Regions from separate parts of the Sus scrofa genome. Here region 2 is linked to region 1. A link is a contact called in public HiChIP or PLAC-seq data. All regions are on one chromosome and are shown on one strand. Each heading gives the region's core, a stretch centred on a gene start, on an enhancer-like site or on the middle of the called end of the contact. The rest is flanking DNA. Distances are from core to core; before and after follow the strand shown. Region 1 has its middle 36 kb from the start of ADRB2. Region 2 has its middle 100 kb from the start of SH3TC2.

What was found. HiChIP or PLAC-seq counts read pairs in DNA pulled down with a chosen protein or histone mark.
Region 2: a contact with region 1 is called in an H3K27ac HiChIP or PLAC-seq map of skeletal muscle. The contact joins two enhancer-like sites. A contact is called at or near these places in 1 of 47 Hi-C or Micro-C datasets (embryonic fibroblasts) and 1 of 2 datasets of contacts at active chromatin or transcription factors (skeletal muscle).

The regions. Positions count from the first base shown.
Region 1 is chr2:149,994,119-150,000,761 of Sscrofa11.1, reverse strand. No RefSeq gene overlaps it. Among named protein-coding and RNA genes, the nearest start is that of ADRB2, 36 kb to the left of the region's middle. Within about 2 kb of position 4,176, at least 3 of the 83 cell types and tissues checked have an H3K27ac peak or open chromatin away from gene starts, as enhancers often do. A contact at or near this core is called in skeletal muscle, where this site is marked.
Region 2 is chr2:150,140,395-150,147,037 of Sscrofa11.1, reverse strand. No RefSeq gene overlaps it. Among named protein-coding and RNA genes, the nearest start is that of SH3TC2, 100 kb to the left of the region's middle. Within about 2 kb of position 3,502, at least 17 of the 83 cell types and tissues checked have an H3K27ac peak or open chromatin away from gene starts, as enhancers often do. A contact at or near this core is called in skeletal muscle, where this site is marked.

The DNA.
Region 1 (6,643 bases), core at 2,927-5,426:
CAGGGTCACGCAGCACCTACGAACAGACACCAGATTTAGATTCGGAAAGTCAGACTCTAGAACCCGCTCCCCAAACCCTTTTCCAAGGGTTGTCCAAGGGCAGGGAGGGGTAGGACACCAGAAGGCGTGAGGCTGGGGTCAACTCAGGAATAAGTCACAGGCCGGGAGAAAGACTGGGGCGTGAGGCTGGGGGGAAAGGGGAGGGCAGAGCCCTGGGGGGTGAGGTGAGGATTGAAGGAAAGAGGTCGGGAAAAAGCGCTGTGGAGAAAAACGAGAAAGGACACAGAGGCAGCCTCCTGGGGGGTCGGTTGACAGGGGCCCTGGGGAGTCGTTTGAGGCGAAGCCTTGCCGAGCCCTCATCGCCGGGACTGCCCCGCAGCATTCGGGGAAGGAGTTCCCAGTCGCCCCTCTCCAGGCTGAACATCACTCTCCCCGAGTGGAATCTGCTCAGGGTGCAGTGAAGTTGCCACTCCCTCCGAAAGCGGGGTTCCCAGTGGACCCGACAGAGCTTCTCACTCAGCTCCCCCGCTCACTGGCTGGGAGTCAGGGGCCAGGGATCACTGTGCCTCCGCTTCCGTAACCACCCAGCACCCACTTCAGAAGAGTGTGGGTAGAATTAAGTTTCTAACACAGGCTGATTCCACTTCCCCAAGATGCACAGCACAGCCTGAAAACTAAACAGCTCTAGCAGATAAAGGGAAAGAAGATGCAAACCATGACCCCTGGGTTAAAGGGAACTGTTCCGAGAGCTGTGTTAGCTGTAGATCTTTAGGCGTTGTATAGATAGCATGTGTTACTGTTGCTCCTTGCTGTGAGCCGGTAGTCGTTTTAAACAGGATGCAGCTCATGGGTTAGCTTTTTTGCTTGTCCTTTTGCCATCTTTCCTTGCCTTACTGACTTTTCACTGAATGACATTTAGCTGTTTATACAAAGTGCTTTTCACTTGCATGTTGTCATTTCATTTTTAAAACAAACCTGGGAGGGAGATCTTGCAAATGAGGAAAACTGAGGCCCACACATAGGAGGTGATTTTCTCAAGGCCACATGGACTTTCTACCTCCAAAATCTGTCTTTTTTTCAAAGGAGGCAAATACCCTGCCAACCTCTGACCCCCAAAATGTTGATAAAATACAAGAGGTGATTAAGCCTTGATCACATGAAAAGTGCTACCATGGAGCGTGAGGTTTGGGAAGCGAGGGTGGAGGACAGGAAGCCAGGGTGACTTGGCTTGGACTCCCGGCTCTGCCCACCAGGCAGGTCACCGGGTCTCTTCAAAACTCCGTTTCTAGTTACTTGTCGTCTCTGTCCCTTAGCTTCTGAAATTATAGGATAATCATTTTTATTCATGGAGTTGTTATGCGGATTAAAGGGGATAGGGCATCTGAGCGTGGATCCTAGGCTAAAACACACAGAATTCATTATGAATTTCTTCCTCTTTTATTCCATGCAGTCTCTTACTGGTCCACAAACCACCTATTTATCTTCAATGCAGGGAGATCTCCTCTCTTAACAGCTTGTCGGAGATACTGTAAAATCCCCTCAAGCCTTTGGGACCTTGGTGTAGCAGTTAAAAATCAGAGTCTGAGTCACAAAGTCTGATTTCCAAAGTGAGTCATTTTGTAGCTAGCATTTTGCCTCAGTACGAGTCAGCGGGGGAAGGAGGGAGACCCGTGGCGGGGTCGGGGGTAGGGATGGGACTTCTGCTTTGCATGGAGAGCGGCTCTATAATGGCTCAGTGCTCTTTCACTGGACCGGTTGTTTCCGTCTGTCCTTACTTCCGGCGTTTCCATGTTTCCAGCTCCTTACTCCTCATGAGCTTGCTCTTGGAACAATCTTGCTGTGTGCCCTTGGCCTGGTCTCCTCCCCTCTCTGGGCCTTATTCATACCTGTTAAGTGGTAGGATTGTACCTGATATCCCTGAGGTTCGTTCTTCTTTGGCATTCGGACCCTCTGGGAGGGAAGGTGGAGACTCAGGTAGGTTCTTCCTGTGCCTGGGAGAAAGCATGACACGGTCATGACGCCCATCTTTTCCTGGATCTGGACACATCATCCTGTACTTGGTGCCTGGCTCCCAGGGCACCTCATGCCAGACAGTTGTTTTCCATCCTGCCTACAGCTCTGCCATTCTCCTGGTATGAGGAAAACGGTGCTGGCGCTGGGGAGATGGAGAACTGTCAAGGGTCCAATGCCCCCAAGGGTCCTTTACTCTCCCGAGGTCCTGGATGACAGCTCAGGAGCCAGAGGGATGGCTTCATCCCCAAACAAAACAAAACCATTGGTCAGGAGTCCCTTCTCATGTATGGCTGGTTGTTGTGGTTACCAAACAAAAAGAAGGACATACATGGAATTGCATTTTCTTCTCTCTCTCTCTCTCTCGCTCAAGTTTTTAATAGTGAGGTGGGGCCATTGTGGGATTAGCTTAGCGCTGTGAGTCACTGGGCATGTTTCTATTTGTCTGGCATTTATTATTATTATTATTGGAGTACGTGGTGCCCTGTGAATACGGAGCCCTACCGGCACCACTTCTGCTCCTCCGGATGGCCCCTCTGTTCCTATATGCATCGCAAGCATGACGAGAAAGGCCCATGTAGACAGACAGCAATGGAAGGCACCGCCTGCTGAAGTCAGGTCAGAATTCTGCACACCTGACAAGCTGTCAGGCTTAGAATAGTTGGGAAAAATGGGGGAATTTTCAGAAAGCGGCAAGTGGAGAGAACACTGAATTGGGAACCAGGAGTTTAAGCTCAGCTATTGACCACGATATAAATTTGGGACAATGATTTTGCTACTTTAAAAGAGCAGGGTGATTGGGACAGATAAAGAGAATAAAGTTCATCGAGTTTGCCAGACCCCGTTTACTGGTGGTTGCTGTCTGCCGTGGCATGCCGAGAATTACGGGGCGTGATTTGGGCTCTGAGGAGGAAGACCCCGGGGGAGAGGGACAGCCCTGGGGCTCTGTCCAGAGAGCTGGGTTCAGCTTAGCACCGTCTCCCACTGACTCCAGGGACAGGCGTGTCAGGGGAGGGAATGTCTGCCACTCAGGCGCTAGATGACCTCTCAAGGCCCATTTAGCTCCATAATTGGAAATTAAAGAAGAAAAACGTATCCCCAGTCTGTCACCACTTCCATTTTCTCAGTGGGACTTGATCACCAGGGCATCTAATGGTCAAATACAGCTGCATTACTGGAAAACTGCGTGTCTCTGGGATTTTGTTATGTGCACAGCACACATTAGACCTGATGAAAAGTGCCAAATAAGAACTGTAAGAACTTCAGGTCATTGTTAGGGAGGTGTCCCCTAGCATTCTCTGGGGGACTGAGCATAGGATGGATGAACAGTGCGTGCAGTTTTAGAAAAAAGTTGTGTTCCCAGGACTTACTGATTTTGTAGTACACACTGCAAAAAACAACCTCCCCGTCCCCCAACCCCTTTCAAATCTTGGCTCATGTTTGGGTCATGTGTTTAGAAGGGATAAGAAATATTACCAGTCATAAAGTTGAGGCAGCTTTTTGAGAAGAATAAACGATGTTTGGATGCAGAGATGGGGAGCTGGCTTGACAGAAAGTGATGTAGGAGTCTTTGGTAAACACAAGCTCTAATAAACCAACTAAATTTTTGGGCTGCTGAAAAGCTGAGCTAATCTTCAGCAAAATTAATAGAAGTACAATGAGTATAAAATTTCTCCATACTCTAGCCTAGCAGGTCCACATATGGGCAGTTGCATTCAAAATTGAGCATCGCATGATCGGGATGGCGAGGTCTTGGGAACTCTGTGTGGTTATGCACGCGTGGAAAGGCAGGGAGAAGAGAGCGGGGCAACCAGGGTTTTCCTAGGGTTCATTCTGGGTGAGTCCTGTCTCAGATGTCACAGCTCAGTCGCATGTCCTCCTGCTGTAGTTGGGATTTCTCCATAGCGACACAGGCTGGGCTTTCTGGGAAAAGAGGCTCTTAGGACGGAGATGTGTTTGGAGTGCTGTTCGGAGCAACATCCGTGGAGGAGTGAGGGAAGCGGGGCTGAGTGGAGGGAAGAGGTGGGCTGCACTTTCACAGCAGAGGCCTCGCCCACCAGGGGGGTCCTCGCCCTGGGGGAGCTCTTCACAGCTGTCAGCACTGGAGGAGCCAGGGCCTGATTCGTTGGCTGTGGCCTAACTGCACCTGAGAGGGTATAACCACGCTCAAGGCTGCTCCCTTTGCCCAGTGGAAAGACTTGACTGTGAGCTTCCAGCCGGCAGCACTCGTGGTGTCTGGGAGGATAAATGCAGTGTATCCACCCTGGATCTCCTGGCACACCTGGCAGCTCGTCACAGCACCCGCTCCAGTGAGGCCAGAGGCACAGCCCCCAGGAGCCCTAGATTTCTGTTTTCCTAGCCCTGTGACTGCAGAGAGAAATGGGTCTCAATTCTGACTTTAGTTGAGACTTTTAAAAGTCTTGGAGAGGTACTCTTACTGGGTGGGCTTGGGTCACCAACTCTGGCCCAAGGTTGAGGAATTATGATCGACTGATTCGGAATCTGGTGAACTGTTAGGGCGAAGTGATGGAACTGGTTATCAGAAGAAAGAGTGCCAGCACTACCCGGGGGCAGCCTTACCTGTCATGGGCGTGAAGGAGCTCATTGGTTCTGCATAGCATGAAAAGGCGCAAAGAATGGATTCAGCTCCATGGAAAGTTAATTCTCTTTTAGTAATTGAAAATGCTTTCTGTGGGGGGAAGAAATCTCCTAACTGGGAATATTCCAGAAAAAGCCATGTATCTTTCCAGTACTCTATAGAGAAATTTTGTGTATTTGGATCAGATCAGAATTAAATGGACAGCTTTAAAATGATACTAATTGCTGGACTCTGTTATTAGAAATTCTGATTCAGTAGGTCTGGGGTGAAGAGTCCATTCGAGGACTCAGTATGTTTTAAAATCTTCCCATTTAGTTTTCATATGCTGCTAGGTTTGGAAACCCCAGAACATGAAGCAGATATTTGCAGAACTGCTCTAATTAAATTGTGTGTTTGAAGCTCCAGAGGGAAGTGTGGGAGGTCGGCAGAGACAAGGAGGGACGGAGTTTACTTGTCCACCCTGTCACTCTGCTCTCCCTAAGGTGATGTCTAAGCCATCTATGTGGGCCAGAATTTAAAATCCACTAAAGTGGACTAAGATTTTAGACCATCTTCCAGCTCTAAGAACTCATTGACTCCATGGATATTCCAGGTAAAATAAAGCAATAACTTTGATCACTGCTCTTTACTGTTTTACGTATTTGTGTGCAGTTCTGAGTGGAAACTTAATTGGTGAGAAGAAGTTTATTAGATATGTCTTATGCTTCTTCAGACTTGCCTAAGAGACAACTAATCGAGGGCTCAAGAGTAAAGAAAGAATTCAGTTACCTTTGAAAGCTCTAGGGTCATGGCCAGTCTCTTCTGATTCAGCAGAGGAGATAAATTAAGAGTGACCAGAGATATTCTTCCTTCCTTAGAAAAAGTGCGTGCTTACATAATACTTTTGTATTTTGTAGGGGATTAAAAAAAATATTTTTTGAAGGTATTAAGCTATTAACCCCTTGTCTTTGATTTCTCCCTGTCATTATCCTGATGCAAATGGAAATTTTATTCAGTTTATGCGATCTATTGTTTTATTTTTTCCACTTGGCATTATTTTATATACACATGTTCATGGCCCTTGTAGCGCTTTCTTTTATGACTGCGTGGTATTTCATTGCTTTAATGTGCCGTGGTAGACTTTATCTTACCTAATTTGGGGCATTTGGGTGGTTTCCATTTTGTCATTAAGCATTGCATTGTCATGAACCTCTAGTGGCTGTCCTCACCTGAAACTGCCCCACCTCCAGAATTCCCAACCCCGAAGCTCCTTGCGCTGACTGTCAGTTCTCTCCCAGTTCCCTAGGTCCCCTCACATGTGATCCAGTGACCTGCCAGTCCGGCTCCTTTACCCACCTGTTTGCCCATGACAGTTGAAGAGCTTCTGGTTCCTATTGCTGTGTAAGGTTTTCTGTCAGCTTTAGCAGGTGGCGATTGCTCAAGAAGTGTCTGCTAATATAATAGTGACTGTGCTGTTGATCCGGATTGTTGAATTCAGGGTCACTGTCTTACTCACCGTTGTCCGTTCCCTCCCAAGAGTGTGGGAATCACAGACTCGTTCCAGAGTTACCTGCTCAGTGAGTGGATGGTTTTCATGTTAATTTTACATCAGATGTGCTTTTACTTGTGAAACAACAGTCCGCATAAAGATACCACACTGAATTCCTGGAGCACAGAAAACATATCTTTTATTCCCAATACCAATCTGATTTCTGTCAAACTTTGACAATTTTATCAAAAGTCTTTTTGGTGGCTTCTGCTTTCCTTTACTGTGTTAGTAGTTTTCTTTGGATTTTTCTGGTTTTGTTACGATAGGATAATCCGTATTTAATCAGAAAATAATTATCTTACCATATGGATGAATTCTATTTACATAGATTCTATTTCAGATAGTCTCATAATAAAACTAATTGCTTATAACAATTTTCTTGTTATTTAAGAACAGGGACTTTTTAGAACAAAAATTTGAAAGAAAAATTTCCTGTAGTAATATTAACAGTCCTTTAAAATTTTCCAGTTTTCTCTTGGTTCACTGTAAGTTTACATCTATTTCTT
Region 2 (6,643 bases), core at 2,253-4,752, 150 kb before region 1:
TGAAGAGACCAGAGCTAGTGCTTCATACTGGCCGGCCGGCCGCCCCGTGGGCGTTCTGCAGGAAGGCGGCTTTCATGGGCCGGACAGCCCGGGGTGGCCTTCCATGTACTCGACCCTTTGTGTGCCTGACGTGGACGTCCGCATGTGCCTCGCATTCAGCCACCAAGCTTTCAGACGCGAGAGTGTAGCAGCAGCCCTTTGGGGGCAGTACGGGGGGCAGTGAAGCCGTGGGCATCCTCTCTCTAGGGCAGGCTTTAGAGCTTTGACGAGTGGTATGAAGATCCGAGGAGCCTGCTCCTGAGCGGAGCTTTCAGGAGGAGGTGAGCTCTCGCAGTCATGGCGATGGTTTCCGTGTCTCCTCTCTGACCGAACGGTGTGAAGACACGACGCTGCCAGAACTCCACACTTGACTGAGGTTGACCGGATTCGAGAGGGACACCGTATGGGACATTACTGGTAGTGAAGAGTAAAAGCCACATGGGAGTCTCTTTCTGAGCCACGGCTGGTCCCATCCCAGATAGTGCGAGACGCCCAGCGGCGTGGCGTGGGCTGTCCTTGGGCTCAGTAAACCCTTTTAAAATTCCCTGTTCAGATGGTCTCTACCTTCCAAAGGTAGCTCAGGAGCCATGATTCCAAAGGGGGCCGGGCCAGTTGGCGGTAACTGTTTGCCGGGCACGTTATCCAGGGGCTCTAGCCCCACAAGGAGTGTCAGTTAGCACAGCGGATGCCGCTGCTCCATGCCAGCCTACCGCGTGCGGACAGGTGCGCGGCCCTCTGTGCGGATCGCCTGTCAGTGCTCCCCTCTGGGCAGCCCTGTGGCAAGTGTGTGATGAGAGGTACCCTTGTTTGTGGTCCTAGGCAGCAGTCCTGCTGCCCAAGAGCCCTGACTTCCCTGTGGGAGTTCTCTTCCTCTCTGTTTTCAGCCCTGTTTGAATGGTAAGTCAGCTCACTCGTGCTCTCACGGTGGAGCCTGAAGGCGTCCTCAGACCACTCTGTGAAGGCGCGGGCAAGTCCAGTCAGAGTCGCTCTCTCCTGGAACTTGGAATCCTGAGCTTCTCATATGAGAGCAGAAGAAATCCTCAGAACTGGATTACAGCTCCAGCTCCGGGGCCGGATTGCCAGGTGACTTCTGCTCCTGCTCTGAGTTTTTGCTACGCCTTCTTTTCTGTTCTTCCCTGTGAGCTGCTCCACACCCACCAGTATATCTGAGTGGTCTTCAGTTTAGGTCCATCTGCCTCCAGAGCCCAGGAACTTAACCATGATGCAGTATGGGACGGAACTTCTCTGTTTGCTTGCAGGCCAGAGGTTCTAAGAGGCACTGCAAGTCCGAGAGTGTACAGTTCTAAAATGATGTGAGTGATGCCTTTTCGTTTCTTTCGGACATGGTCGGTGATCACACCTGCAGGCCCTCCTCCCCTGTCAGCCGTGGATCCGAGCCGTGGGCTGAGTCAGCAGCAGGGTGTGTGTGTGAGGGCTCTTCGGCTCTAGCTCAGCTGACGAGCACACCCCTTTCCTCCTGCTGGCCTCTCCCTTTAGGCCCGACCTGCCCGCTCTGCTCCCTTGTCTGCAGACCGGGGTCTATGATCCCCGAGGAAACATCTGCAGGCCACACTGGGAAAATCTGAACTTGAGCAACAGTGGGGAAAAAAATGCGCTGGGACGCTTCTTGTAGCATTTTGCCCTGTTGACAATGCCCTGGGCATCCCCAGGGGTGATTTCTCCACTAAGCAGTGATGATCAGCTTCAAGAAACACCTCACAACCCACGTACAGAAATCTTCCCCCATATCACCGCTAAGCAGAGGCAGATGTATATTCCTATTTAAGGGGCTGCTTATTTCCTCTGTGTATTCTTCATTCAAGGAAGTAGACAGTTTGAAGTGTGTGAACAGATACATTTTTTTCCCATTTGATATTCAATAAAGCTATTTTAATTTTGGACTGAAATTTAACCTAAATTTTCCTGAGTTGCCCTTTGCCCACAAATATTGCTTACCTTAAGGTGTCCTGCAGACTCCTTCAGTGTAGGAATCTGCCTTCCGTCCTCTGATCTAGATTCAGTGACGAGCCTGGGAGTTTTCAAACTTCTTTTTTAGTAAAGGAACCTTTTTTTCAATCACAGTTTTATTCTGATTATAACATACAGAACAGATACGATGGAGCCTCTCTGTTGAAGTCAGCCCTGTGGCCTGCGGCAGCCCTCTCACTCTCTCTCCCTGGGTCCCTGGGACAGCGCTGAAGAGTCACAGGAGCTGAGGAAACATTGGAAAACTACTGGCCCAGCACCTGACTGGGAACAAAGGGGACACGGTGCTGAACTAGGTGTGGGCTGGAGTGTTGGCGTTGCCTTTGCTCTCTGTCTCTGTCTTGTCCTCCTTGTTCCCCCTTCCTTGTCCCAAAATACGGCTGAGGGAAGCAAGAGGGTGACTCACAGAGATGAGAAAAGTCGGGCCAGTGTATCGTGGAAAGCTGAGACTCCAGGCGAATAGCAGGACAGAGGCAGGAGGATGGGAGTGCTGAGCTGGGGGAGACGAAGCTCCTGGCAAATCCTCAGGATGCTGCAGATTTACAGAAACCGAAGAGAAGGGCAAAGAAGTTAAGACCAGGCGAGGGCAGCATCCGAAGACAGCCAGGGGCCGGGTGTCAGGTGCTGAGCTGTCTGCAGCCCCAGGCGTTTAGGTGGTGCCTGGCCTTCCACCGAGGTGGGTCGGGCACAGCGTGAGGGCTTTTGTGCTGGCGGGAAACTTGGCTACGTTTTTTGTTTGTTTGCTTGTTTGTTTTTGCTCCGCTTCTGTGCTGTGCTCAGGGTTTTACCCTCTCTGTGAAGAATATACTCATTAGCGGAACCTCTGAGGTAGCATTTGGGGCAGTGAAAGCCAGAAACCAGCCAAGTTGACTTATCTGTGGTTTTCTGGTTCACCAAGTACCTTTCTCCGCAGCAGCTCATCACTCCTTTAAGGTAGGTCGGGAAGGTCCGTGTGGGCAGTGCTGCACGGCGCCCGATGTCACGGAACCCGCACGCGCCCCCACCACGGAGAGAAGGCAGAGCGTCGAGGAGGCAGGAAGGGGAGACGGTGCAGACAAGCTCGTTGCCGTCCTTTCTGTGTGTGCCCCCCCGCAGGCCTGGCCTCGGGGCCGGACAGTAGCGGGCATGCATTCCATTCCCAATAGGTCAGCCTGGCTCTGTGCTGCTTCCTGGACCGCGTCACTCAAATGTGTCACAGGTGCTTGGTTGTCAGAGCGAGTTGCTCAAGAGGATGATTTTCTAGGCCAGAGGTCACGCACTGGCTGTCCCCAAGCTGCGCTGGCCCCCAGGTCTGTTTCGTTTGGTCTGCATCAGGTTTAAAATTTTGAATTAGCTGCCACACTAAAACGATTAGAAGATGTCAATATCTGCATTTCTGGTTTTCTTGAAAGATGGGAGGATCTGACTACAGGGGTTTTGCAGCTGCTGTCTTTCCGTGAGTCATGTCATCTTTACACTGCCAGAGACCCCACCCTGTCTGTTTGCTTCTCTACATGCCATGCATAGCCCCGTGTGCATTCGAGACTGAGCCTCTTGGCCTAGGTGTTTGTCTTATGTAGCTTGCCATGTAGAATAGAGGTTGGCAAACTATGGCCATGAGCCAAATCCGGCTCTCCACCAGTTTGTGTGAATAAAGTTTTATTGGGACATAGCCACAGTCATTTGTTGACACATCGGCTGCTTTCGCAGTACTCAGCGAGCAGCAGTTGCTAGAGAGACCGTACTGTCTGCAAATCCTAAAATATTGTCCAGCCCTACAGAAAACTGACTCTTGATCTAGACCGTGGCTAGAGTGCTGATTTTTCAGCACAAAACGGCTCATCAAGTGTTTTCGAAACATAAGTTTCACCTCTCAGAGGAATTCTACCAGTGTTCTAAACTAACTTCATTTTCTTTCTCTCCAAACTTTATTTAGAACCTACCAAACTGAGAGGGGAAGTTGGTGACCAGCTGTTCCCTGGGTCTGGGTTATTAGGAGGTCATGCAATGTCAGTTTTAGTGGCTGGGCCAGGAGGCACTTGGCTTCCTTTCATTTTTCCTTTGCCTGCCATGTTCATGGAAAAAAGAACAGGACTGCCTAGAATTACCGGCATCCTGCTTTTCTCTAGACTCGAATTAGCCTCGCTGTTGCTGTTATTATTTAGGAGAATGATAGCCTGCGTGTGTGTAGTGGAAGCAGTTAACTCTTTCACGGTATTTCTGCACCTTTCCTCGCACTGCTTCCTCAAAACTGTCGCGCCAGGCAGGTCGATCAGTTGCCCGTTCAGCACCTCTTCTCATCTTCTTTGCTATGGAGCCCAGCTCTAGGCAGTGACTGAACATGCCAGAATCTTGCTTTTCTAGCCTTCTACAGTGGCTGGGATAATCACAAGACAGATAAGGGAAGTCTTCTAGAGAAGATTTTTGTACCTCATAAGAAAGTGACATGTGCAGGAGAGAGTCCCATGTCCCTTGCTTTCTATTTCTGGCTGTGGCTTTGTGAAGATGTGATGCGCAGAGCTGCTGCAGCCATCCTGGGACAGGAGGGGAGGCAGTGAAACATGGAGGATGTTGGGAGGGAGACTGAGAAGATGCTGAGATCCTGGGGCCCTCCTGCGGCCTGGAACCATTGCCTGCCCGACGGTTCTCGTTATGGGAGCCTTTCATTTTCTTTTTAGGATCACACCGGTGGCATATGGAAGTTACCAGGCTAGGGGTCAAATTGGAGCTGCAGCTGCTGGCCTAGACCACGGCCACAGCAATGCAGGATCTGAGCCCCATCTGCCACCTACACTGCAGCTCATGGCAATGCCAGATCCTTAACCCACTGAACAGGGCCGGGGATCAAGCCTGCATGCTCATGGATACTAGTTGGGTACTTAACCTGCTGAGCCACAGTGGGAACTCCTCATTATGGGAGATATTAATGAAATTTTCATTTAAAGCTACTTCAGGTCATGGATTCTGTTAGTATAATAGCCGAAAGCATCTTAATTTGAATGATCAGCTATTACTTCTAGTTTATATAGTTTTTAAAAAGTAGCAAAAATGTGTGTAATTCTTACTATGTGCTAGATACTATTCCGAGTTCCAAATAGTGCCTCGTTTAGTCTTTATAATAGCACTAGAAAGTAGGTATTATTATCTTGGTTTTATAGAAGCATGAAATGACACTCAAAAATGCTAATACCACATGAGACCACATTCCTGGTAAGAGCAGCGCTTTGGTTTAACCCCGTCTGGCTCTGGAGCCGTGGGCATAATCGTTATGCCACGCTCTCTAGAAGAAAGGAGATGCTTTGCTCCGTGTCATGTGACACGTTCCCTCACAGCATCCGGTGCAGCCCTTAGCCTGGGACAGCTTGGAGCAGACTTTACACTGTCCATCCTGGTCAGACAGCGAGCGCTCCATCGCTCGATTTTCTTCCCCCGTGGGCTTGTCACAGCCTGAATCTTAGTGGGCGCTCAGTCCTAGGACGGGATTTCAAGCCCCGTGCTGCTCACCTAGTGCTCTTTATTCCCCCATCCTACCTGCAGGCGCCAGACCACTGCCAGCCCAGGGAGGCCCAGGAGGAGGGTGTAGCAGGGCTGGCACCCTGTGCCCTGTATCCTAATGAGGGCGTTGCAGGGTGGCCGTGGATACTGGGTTAGACAGAGTCAGGTTACGGCTCTGCAGCTTCTAGCTGTGTCATCATGGGAAAGTCCCGTCGCCGCTCTGAGCCTCGGTGTCCTCTCTGTAAAATAGCAGTGACCCATCCAGTGAGGTTGTTTGGGGCATTAGAATGATAGGGGTTTAAAATGCTTAACAAAATACTTGGCACCATGTAATTACCCAGACAGTGGTAGATACTATTAGTAGTAAGGTTGCTTTTTATTCTTATTGTCATTATGTCTCAGGCTGTTTGTGACCTCATGTATCTGCAGAACCTGCTGTCTGTAAGAGGAGGGCCCAAAACTCTGGGAGTCAAGAGAGGGCTTACTGCAGTGGTGACCTACAAGTCAAGAGAGCAGATGCTCGCCAGGTATCGTGGCCTCAGGGTCTCCCTTTCCCTCGCTGGGCTTCAGCGTCCTCACCTGTAAAATGCATGTATTGGCTGCGTTGACCCCTAAGGGCCAGTTTGGACGGGACACACTGTGAGATGCACTAAATACACAGGCCTGCCTTCTCTCCAGGTCTCTGTGCAGCTCAAGAGCAGTTACCGTTCCTGAGAGCCGTGAGGTACTGAACCAGCCACAGTGCCACAGGTTTCCATCCCATCGGCCACGGCATGGACAGTGCCCGCTGCCTGGCACCAGGTACCTGGTCAACGATTCTGAGTTAGATGAATGAACGGACTCCACTGGTGGCTGAGTGGCACCTGTGACCCCTGAAGGTTGGGCCAGTTTGGTTTCTTGTAGTATAAATATTTAGAATATGACTGTTATTATGGTTTTTGGCAAGGGCGAATTACTTACTCATGGTCATGGCCTTGAACCTAGCCAAACTGTGAGCCAGCCCCAGAATAAACTGTATTCAGCTGCTGGTTTCACAGCCAAAGGGAAACTGACTTTCCATTGACCCCTGAGCCAGGTCTAATTGTGCAAAATTTTTTTTATACAAACCGGTATTTAGCAAATGTTGTCAAACCGGATGCTTCCT